Linked DNA regions of Mus musculus: region 2 is linked to region 1. A link is a contact called in public HiChIP or PLAC-seq data. All regions are on one chromosome and are shown on one strand. Each heading gives the region's core, a stretch centred on a gene start, on an enhancer-like site or on the middle of the called end of the contact. The rest is flanking DNA. Distances are from core to core; before and after follow the strand shown. Region 1 overlaps Mtmr10 (myotubularin related protein 10). Region 2 holds the start of Fan1 (FANCD2/FANCI-associated nuclease 1).

The links. HiChIP or PLAC-seq counts read pairs in DNA pulled down with a chosen protein or histone mark.
Region 2: an H3K27ac HiChIP or PLAC-seq map of embryonic stem cells shows a contact between it and region 1, with 5 read pairs. The contact joins the promoter of Fan1 here to the enhancer-like site in region 1. A contact is called at or near these places in 3 of 39 promoter capture datasets (the 3T3-L1 cell line, liver and trophoblast stem cells), 1 of 15 datasets of contacts at CTCF or cohesin (the NIH/3T3 cell line), 5 of 484 Hi-C or Micro-C datasets (cortical glia, liver, nephron progenitors and 2 more), 5 of 115 datasets of contacts at active chromatin or transcription factors (the NIH/3T3 cell line, embryonic stem cells, extraembryonic endoderm stem cells and 1 more) and 3 of 9 other capture datasets (adipose tissue, liver and pancreatic islet).

What each region holds. Positions count from the first base shown.
Region 1 is chr7:64,325,415-64,328,612 of GRCm38.p6, forward strand. It overlaps Mtmr10 (myotubularin related protein 10), which reads left to right. Exons shown (of 16, transcript NM_172742.2): 13 at 1,238-1,407. Among named protein-coding and RNA genes, the nearest start is that of Mtmr10, 39 kb to the left of the region's middle. Within about 2 kb of position 1,762, at least 66 of the 459 cell types and tissues checked have an H3K27ac peak or open chromatin away from gene starts, as enhancers often do. A contact at or near this core is called in the NIH/3T3 cell line, embryonic stem cells and trophoblast stem cells, where this site is marked.
Region 2 is chr7:64,372,143-64,375,564 of GRCm38.p6, forward strand. It overlaps Fan1 (FANCD2/FANCI-associated nuclease 1), which reads right to left and starts at 1,914. Exons shown (of 14, transcript NM_177893.4): 1 at 1,793-1,914; 2 at 119-1,612. The coding sequence starts at 1,361.

The DNA.
Region 1 (3,198 bases), core at 512-3,011:
ACATTTGTATTTGCAAAGGCTGTCAGTTGATAGTTTTCTCATCATTTTACCTGGTTTTGATGTGAAGGTAATTCTAAACTCATTTAAAAGGACAATAGCTGCATGACAAGATGCACAACTGTGATATTAGCACTAGAGACATAGATATAGAAGGTTCATTGCCACCCTTGGCTTTATTGCAAATCTGAGGCCTGTATGGATTACACTGACACCTTGTCTCAAAAAACAAAGATCTGTGGAGAAACGGAAACTAGCTGTAAAGGGCAGGAAGGAAGTGCTTACTACCTTTTCACGTGATGGAGACAGTTCCGCGCCATCATTCACTTCTGAGTCATTGGCACGTGAAGGACGTTCTCTCTGGAGAGACAGTGTGTGGGTTGTCTTCTTTTGTTTGTTTGTTTCTCTGTATAACCCTGGCTGTCCTGGAACCGCTTTGTAGAACAGACTGGCCTCAAACTCATAGGAATCCACCTGCCTCTGCCTCTTGAGAGCTGGGATTAAAGACATGCACCCCCACTGCCCAGTAGAAGACGGTGTTTTATTTACTATCCTTGACAAAACAAGAGCAGAATGCATCCTAGAAATACATTCTACCCTAAACTATGAGAAGTAAAAGATGTGAGCACTGCTCTGCCTGCCGTTGGACCCTTTCCCTCCTACTGGGTGGCCTCGTCCAGCCTTCGTGTGAGGAGAGATGCCTCATCTTCTTGCAACTTGATATGAAATGTTTGGTGGATATCCCTGGGAGGCATGCTCTTTTCTAAAGGAAAGGAAGAGTGGATGAACGAAGGAGGGGTGGCCAGGACAGGAGAACGGAGGGAAAACTGGTTGGGATATATTACATGAGAGAAGAATAAACAAGAAAAAATGTGTGCAGTGAACTGCTGTTATCTGCCAATAGTGACATATGAGAGTGCATTTGCTACTGAGCCCCACGGTCAGTGCATCAGGGTGGAATGGCATCTTCAGTGTGGTGGAGTGAATTAGCATAAATATTGTGTTTAGTTTTTACTTACTGATGACTTGCTCTGATACTTCTCTTGGTTCATATAGATTTCCAATAAATATAGAACATGACTTGTAAAAAATAAGTTTATTATATTTGAGAGCTGCTGGAATCCACTAAATTTTCTTACATAGACTATTTTGAAGGCAATTTAAAGTATAGAATGTTGAATTACCTAACTTACATTCAGGATTTCTCTTGGTCTTCATTTTCTTTCCATTTTATTGACAGAGGAGGAAGGCAGAGACTTGAGTTGTCTGGTGGCTTCTCTCATTCAAGTGATGATGGATCCATACTTCAGGACAATTACTGGATTTCAGAGTCTGATACAGAAGGAGTGGGTCATGGCGGGCTATCAGTTCCTAGACAGATGCAACCACTTGAAGAGGTCAGAGAAAGAGGTAACTAGTCCTGTTGCTTTCCTAGCACTTTTCAAAAGTTTGTTTATTTGTGTGTGTGTGTATGTGTGATGATTAGTGTTATGAAATATAGTGTGGCAAGGAGATATGTTGGGCCCATGCTAAGGTATGCCCTGAGGAATTACACTATTGGGAGAAGGAAGGGGGAGTGAGGACCTAGAGAAGGGGTAGAGGCAGACAGATGAGAGCAGAGCCATAAGGGTAGAGAAGAGGATGGGGCACAGAGGACAGAAAGAGGGGAGGGGAGAGAGAAAAACTGGGTACAGAGAGATTGGGGGCTGGAGTGCCTGGCAATCCCTTTATGGGAAGCCTGCCACCTGGTGGTGGTGGTTGGTGTTGTAAGCCCTGGGAGGAGCCTAGTGGAAGCACCTATAATCTGACAATTAGGGCATGCCAGGACATGCCTGTAGAGGTCGGAGGACAACTTTAAGAACTCAGTTCTCATTCTTCATGAGATTTTTGGGGTCAAAATCAAGTCTTCATGTTCATGTGGTAAGTGCAGTTACACTGAGCCATTTCATAGACCCCCAAACTAGCACCTTTCAAATATGTATGAGATAAATTTTTACCATTGTGAAAATGACAAGGGCCTCTTTAATTTTTCAGTATTGATTTAACACATTGTAGCTTTATTAAAGCCTAACTAATAGATTAGAATCCACATTGATGTAGAAGATTACCGTAGATACAAAGATGACCCCCTATCCTCTGCATCTTAGAGAATAGAGCCAACAACTTCTCTTCAAGCCAGTTGCCTGTAGGGTGTGTTGCAGTTTGTTCCCTCATCCCTGCACCTTAAACACATGGTCGAGTGGCTACCAAGCTGCACTGCAGCCCAGTTGTCAGAAAGTCAAACCTAGTGTGTCTGCACCATGGTGAGTATTTCAGCTGAAAGAACACATGGCCAGTGTCCCACTCAGTCCTATGTAGAAGCACAGGAAACAGGAGAAAGCAGAGCAGCAGGGCCATCCACTGTGTAAGTCCACAGTAACTGAGCGGATGATAATGACTTCAAAAGAATGATTATACGGATGATCAGTGGAATCAAGGAGAGGGTTGAAGACCAGAATGTATTGGAAGAGAGTACAGATGAACAGCTAGATGTAACAACAGCAACAAAGACAACTCAGGATGTGAAAGAGGAATTCAAGTGTCTCCAAAAATATTGAATTTTAGAAAAATGAAACAATAAATTGAATAAACTTTGTTGGAAGCCTCGCCAATATCAAGCATCAAGTGAAAACAGATTACCAGGATGTGAAATTGTAATAGAGGAATGAACTGAAACATTCAAACAGTAAGTTTTTAAAAGCAGGCATAGTACATGCAGTATTTTTGGAATATAATTTAAAACAACCAAACAGTTTAAAAGCTGGACATGGTGGTGCATGCCATAGAGACAGAGGCAGATATCTCTGAGTTCAAGGCCAGCCTGGTCTACAGAGTGAGTTCCAGAATAGCCAGGGCTACACAGAGAAACCCTGTCTTGAAACCCCAGTCTTAAAAGACCAACTAACCAACCAAACAAACAAAACAACTTAAGAGTCATGGACATAGAAGAATGAAAAGAGATATGAGCCAGAGACTACTGAGTAAAATAATAGCAGAAAACCTCCCAAGTTGGGAGATGGACATCCAGATACTGGGGATTTTAGAATCTCAAGCACTTATGACTAAAAAAGTATCCCCAGCTATCACAATACAGCTTTAAAGTGTGTGTGTGTGTGTGTGTGTGTGTGTGTGTGTGTGTGTGTGTGCGCGCGCGCGCGCGCG
Region 2 (3,422 bases), core at 664-3,163, 47 kb after region 1:
AGCCAGCCCGCAGTACTCCCACAGTGACTCCTCGTGGTGGTCATCAGACTACTTACTGGCCCTCCCATGGCACACAAACCAGACGAGGAAGCTCTGAAAGCCAACAGGCCGAAGGTACCTGACAACTGGTAAAACCTGGTGATAATCGCCTTCTCCTGCTCATCGAAGAGCTTCATGTCCTCTTCGTTCCCAAGGAGGGCCTGCAGCACCACCAGGAAGCTCCGCAGGTAGTACGGGTGACTCAGTGCCAGTTGAGCTGTCTCACTGGGGCCACCGCAGCTGGACCCCTGCTCCAGAGGGCAGTGTAAGACACTGCCAGCTTCCCTGACAAGCTCTTGGTTGTTACTCCACGTAGTCATGTCAGACATGTCAACATCGGTAGGACCATTTGATTCTGCCTCCCCAGACACCAGCGTTTTGGCCGCAGCATCGAAAGTCATTTGTACTTCTTTGTGACTGCGCACCTCGAGCGGCTCAGCAAGCCCTACATCTGCCCTTCTGGCACTTTCTTGCTTTACAAGAGTGTCTCCCGGAGAGGATTTCGTGTTACTGACGAGAGTTGAATCTGAGGACAGTAATATGGAAGCATGCTCTGCAGATGCAGGGGTGAGGGCTGGCTCCCCGCAGGAAGCTTTCTGGCTTTCATCTCCCGTTATTTTATTGTTCTTTACCTTCTGTTCTGAAGCATTCTCTTCTTTTAGAGGTGCACATGAATAAATGTTTTCCTTTTGGGAACTGTTCAAAACCTCATCTTTGTCTTCCATCTCTGGACAGTTATCAGTCAGGCTGGTGCCAGGTGTGGACGGAGAAGTCTGTGGGCACTGACTGGCTAGTCCCTCATTCTTAGCGAGTGATTTTTTAGCGTTTAAGTATCGTCTGGACAATTTCGATGTCAGACTTCCCAAAGGCATAATTTCTACACTCTGATTTGGAAGCTCATTTTGATCTTTGGACACTAAGGCATCTTTAAAGTAGGGACTGGTCTGCTGTTGTATGCCCAGTTTTGAACCACATTGGACAGAAATTAAACTTCTCTTTGGTGGTGATAATTTCTGAGGTGTCACATTCTCTAAAGGACCACTGGGTAAATCTGATGTAGGCACAGTTGGACTCATTAATCCAGCCTGAGCAGGCTCTACTTGAACGTCATCACCAACACCGTTGTTAGCACAAGACTCATCAAGGTGCCGAATGAGGTCATACCTGGGCACCATTTTATGACAAGTTGAACATGCAAGTTTAGCAGGTGGTGCACTGTTAAAATACGAAGTAATCGAATGACACTGGCTTTTTGCAGTTTTGCTGGTAGATAAGCTTCTACGGGGTCTTTTTTGATCAGGTGATTTCCTTTGTGACGGCATGACTATTAGAGAAAGTGGGCGACCCAAGAAGAAAATCAGGTCATCTCAGGTAAGGACCGAAATGTTTTACTTTCATTCACTTGGCTTGAATTAGTAAAAACAACAACAAAAAAAAAGGGTCCCTGCTACCTCCTCATCAGTTAATACAGCGGCCACCCCAGGTGAAGGACCCTAAAGGGTTACTTTTACTCTCGCCGTGAACTAATACAAAGTGAAATAGCATTTGATGTCGTTATTCGTTCAACTTCTTCCTACAAAATAAAATACATGAGTTAAAAATATTTTTATACATTTACGGGGTCGGCCGACAACTGAAACGTAGAATGGCAACTTCTGGAACGAGAACCCTGAAGTGGATACAGATCGGAGCGGACCTGCAGCTCCGCGCATGCTCTGTGTCCCTCGCTTCGGAAGGACCAAGCTGCACTTACTTTCAGGGCCTTTCTAAGAACCGTTTGTCTTAAAAAGAGGACGCTGACTCGCTCAGACTCCCCTGAACTCACTGCAGCGGAACAGGCTGAGTCGCTCTCAAAGGGCCACAAGGCGGGCAGTCGCTCTGCGCAGCCCGGACCAGCCAGAGCAAGGCGCTACAGGCATCCCCAGCCGATCCCCGCGTCTTCGCTCCAAGGCTCAGCTAGTGGAGGACAGAGTGATCGAGCAGAAGGCGGACCAAAAGAGAAATGGAGTGTGTAGACTGAGGAAACTGTGACATGATTGTACTCTACTACCTCAAGAGCTTTACACTAAGGTAGCAGAACATTAACCGTTGTGGTGGTAATCCCTTTTTGTTTTGTTTTTTGAGTAAAGGTTTCTCTGTAGACCTACAGACTCACTCTGTAGACCAGGATCACCTCTAACTCAGAGATCATCCTGCCTGTGCCTCCAGAGTCCTGGGATTAAAGCCATGCCGTCATCTCACCCAGCATTCCTAACACAACTAAAAATTAATGAAACGCTATGATACGCTAATCATGATAAATATTTTATGATTAGTTTGACTTGACATGAAAGAAGGACCAGAGAAAGTTAGATGAACAGAGAGAAAATAAATAGAAAAACCAAATAAATCAGGTCAATAATGACAGGAAATGGTCATGATTAATATACTTTAAAGGTAAAACTAGTCCGATTAGACTTAAAATGTAGTTCCTAACTATGTGCACATACAAGAGCCTGGTATAGCAAATTGTTAAAATTTCCACAAAAATACAAACTATGTAATAGTTAAATCACTGCTAAAACTAACACCTTAAAGTGTGGGGAGATGAGATAATTACTCAAAAGTATTTATTCAGAGGAAAAAGATAAATCCTATTTTGAATAAAATTTAGGATGTTTTTGGGCGTGGTGATACACACCTTTAATGCCAGCACTTGGGAGGCAGGAGCAGGCGGATCTGAGATGGAGGGCAGCCTGGTCTACAAGGCTTCTTGTGGCTGCATAGTGTGACTCTGTCTCAGAAACAAACACCAACTTGGGGAGATTTTTAAATGTCCTATTAGTGGGGCCATAGTCAGAGAATGGCCCCCAAACTCATGTGTTAAAATATAATGGCTGGGACTGAAGAGATGGCTCAGCGGTTAAGAGCACTGACTGCTCTTCTGAAGGTCCTGAGTTCAAATCCCAGCAACCACATGGTGGCTCACAACCATCTGTTAGGAGATCTGACGCCCTCTTCTGGGGGTGTCTGCAGACAGCTACAGTGTACTTACATGTAACAGTAAATACATCTTTGGGCCGGAGCAAATGGGACTGAAGAAAGAAGAAAACGTAATGGACAAAGGGGAAAATGTTGGCGTATTTGTTGTATTACATCATTAGGTTCTCATATCTTTACCTCAGTTCCATCTCTTATTCCACCCTTCTCCCTTCCACCTCCCTAACGCTAGGTAGGAAAGAATATTAGAGGGGAAAGGAGGCATAGACTTCTATAGGCTACTTTCTGTTGCTGAGGGTCGTCCATCCTTCTTCATCAGAGTATCCAGCAGTCCAGCAAACCAGCAATTCAGCAATAGCAGATGCAACAGCAGCAGAGGCAGGAGCATGGGGAGCAGCAGCTAC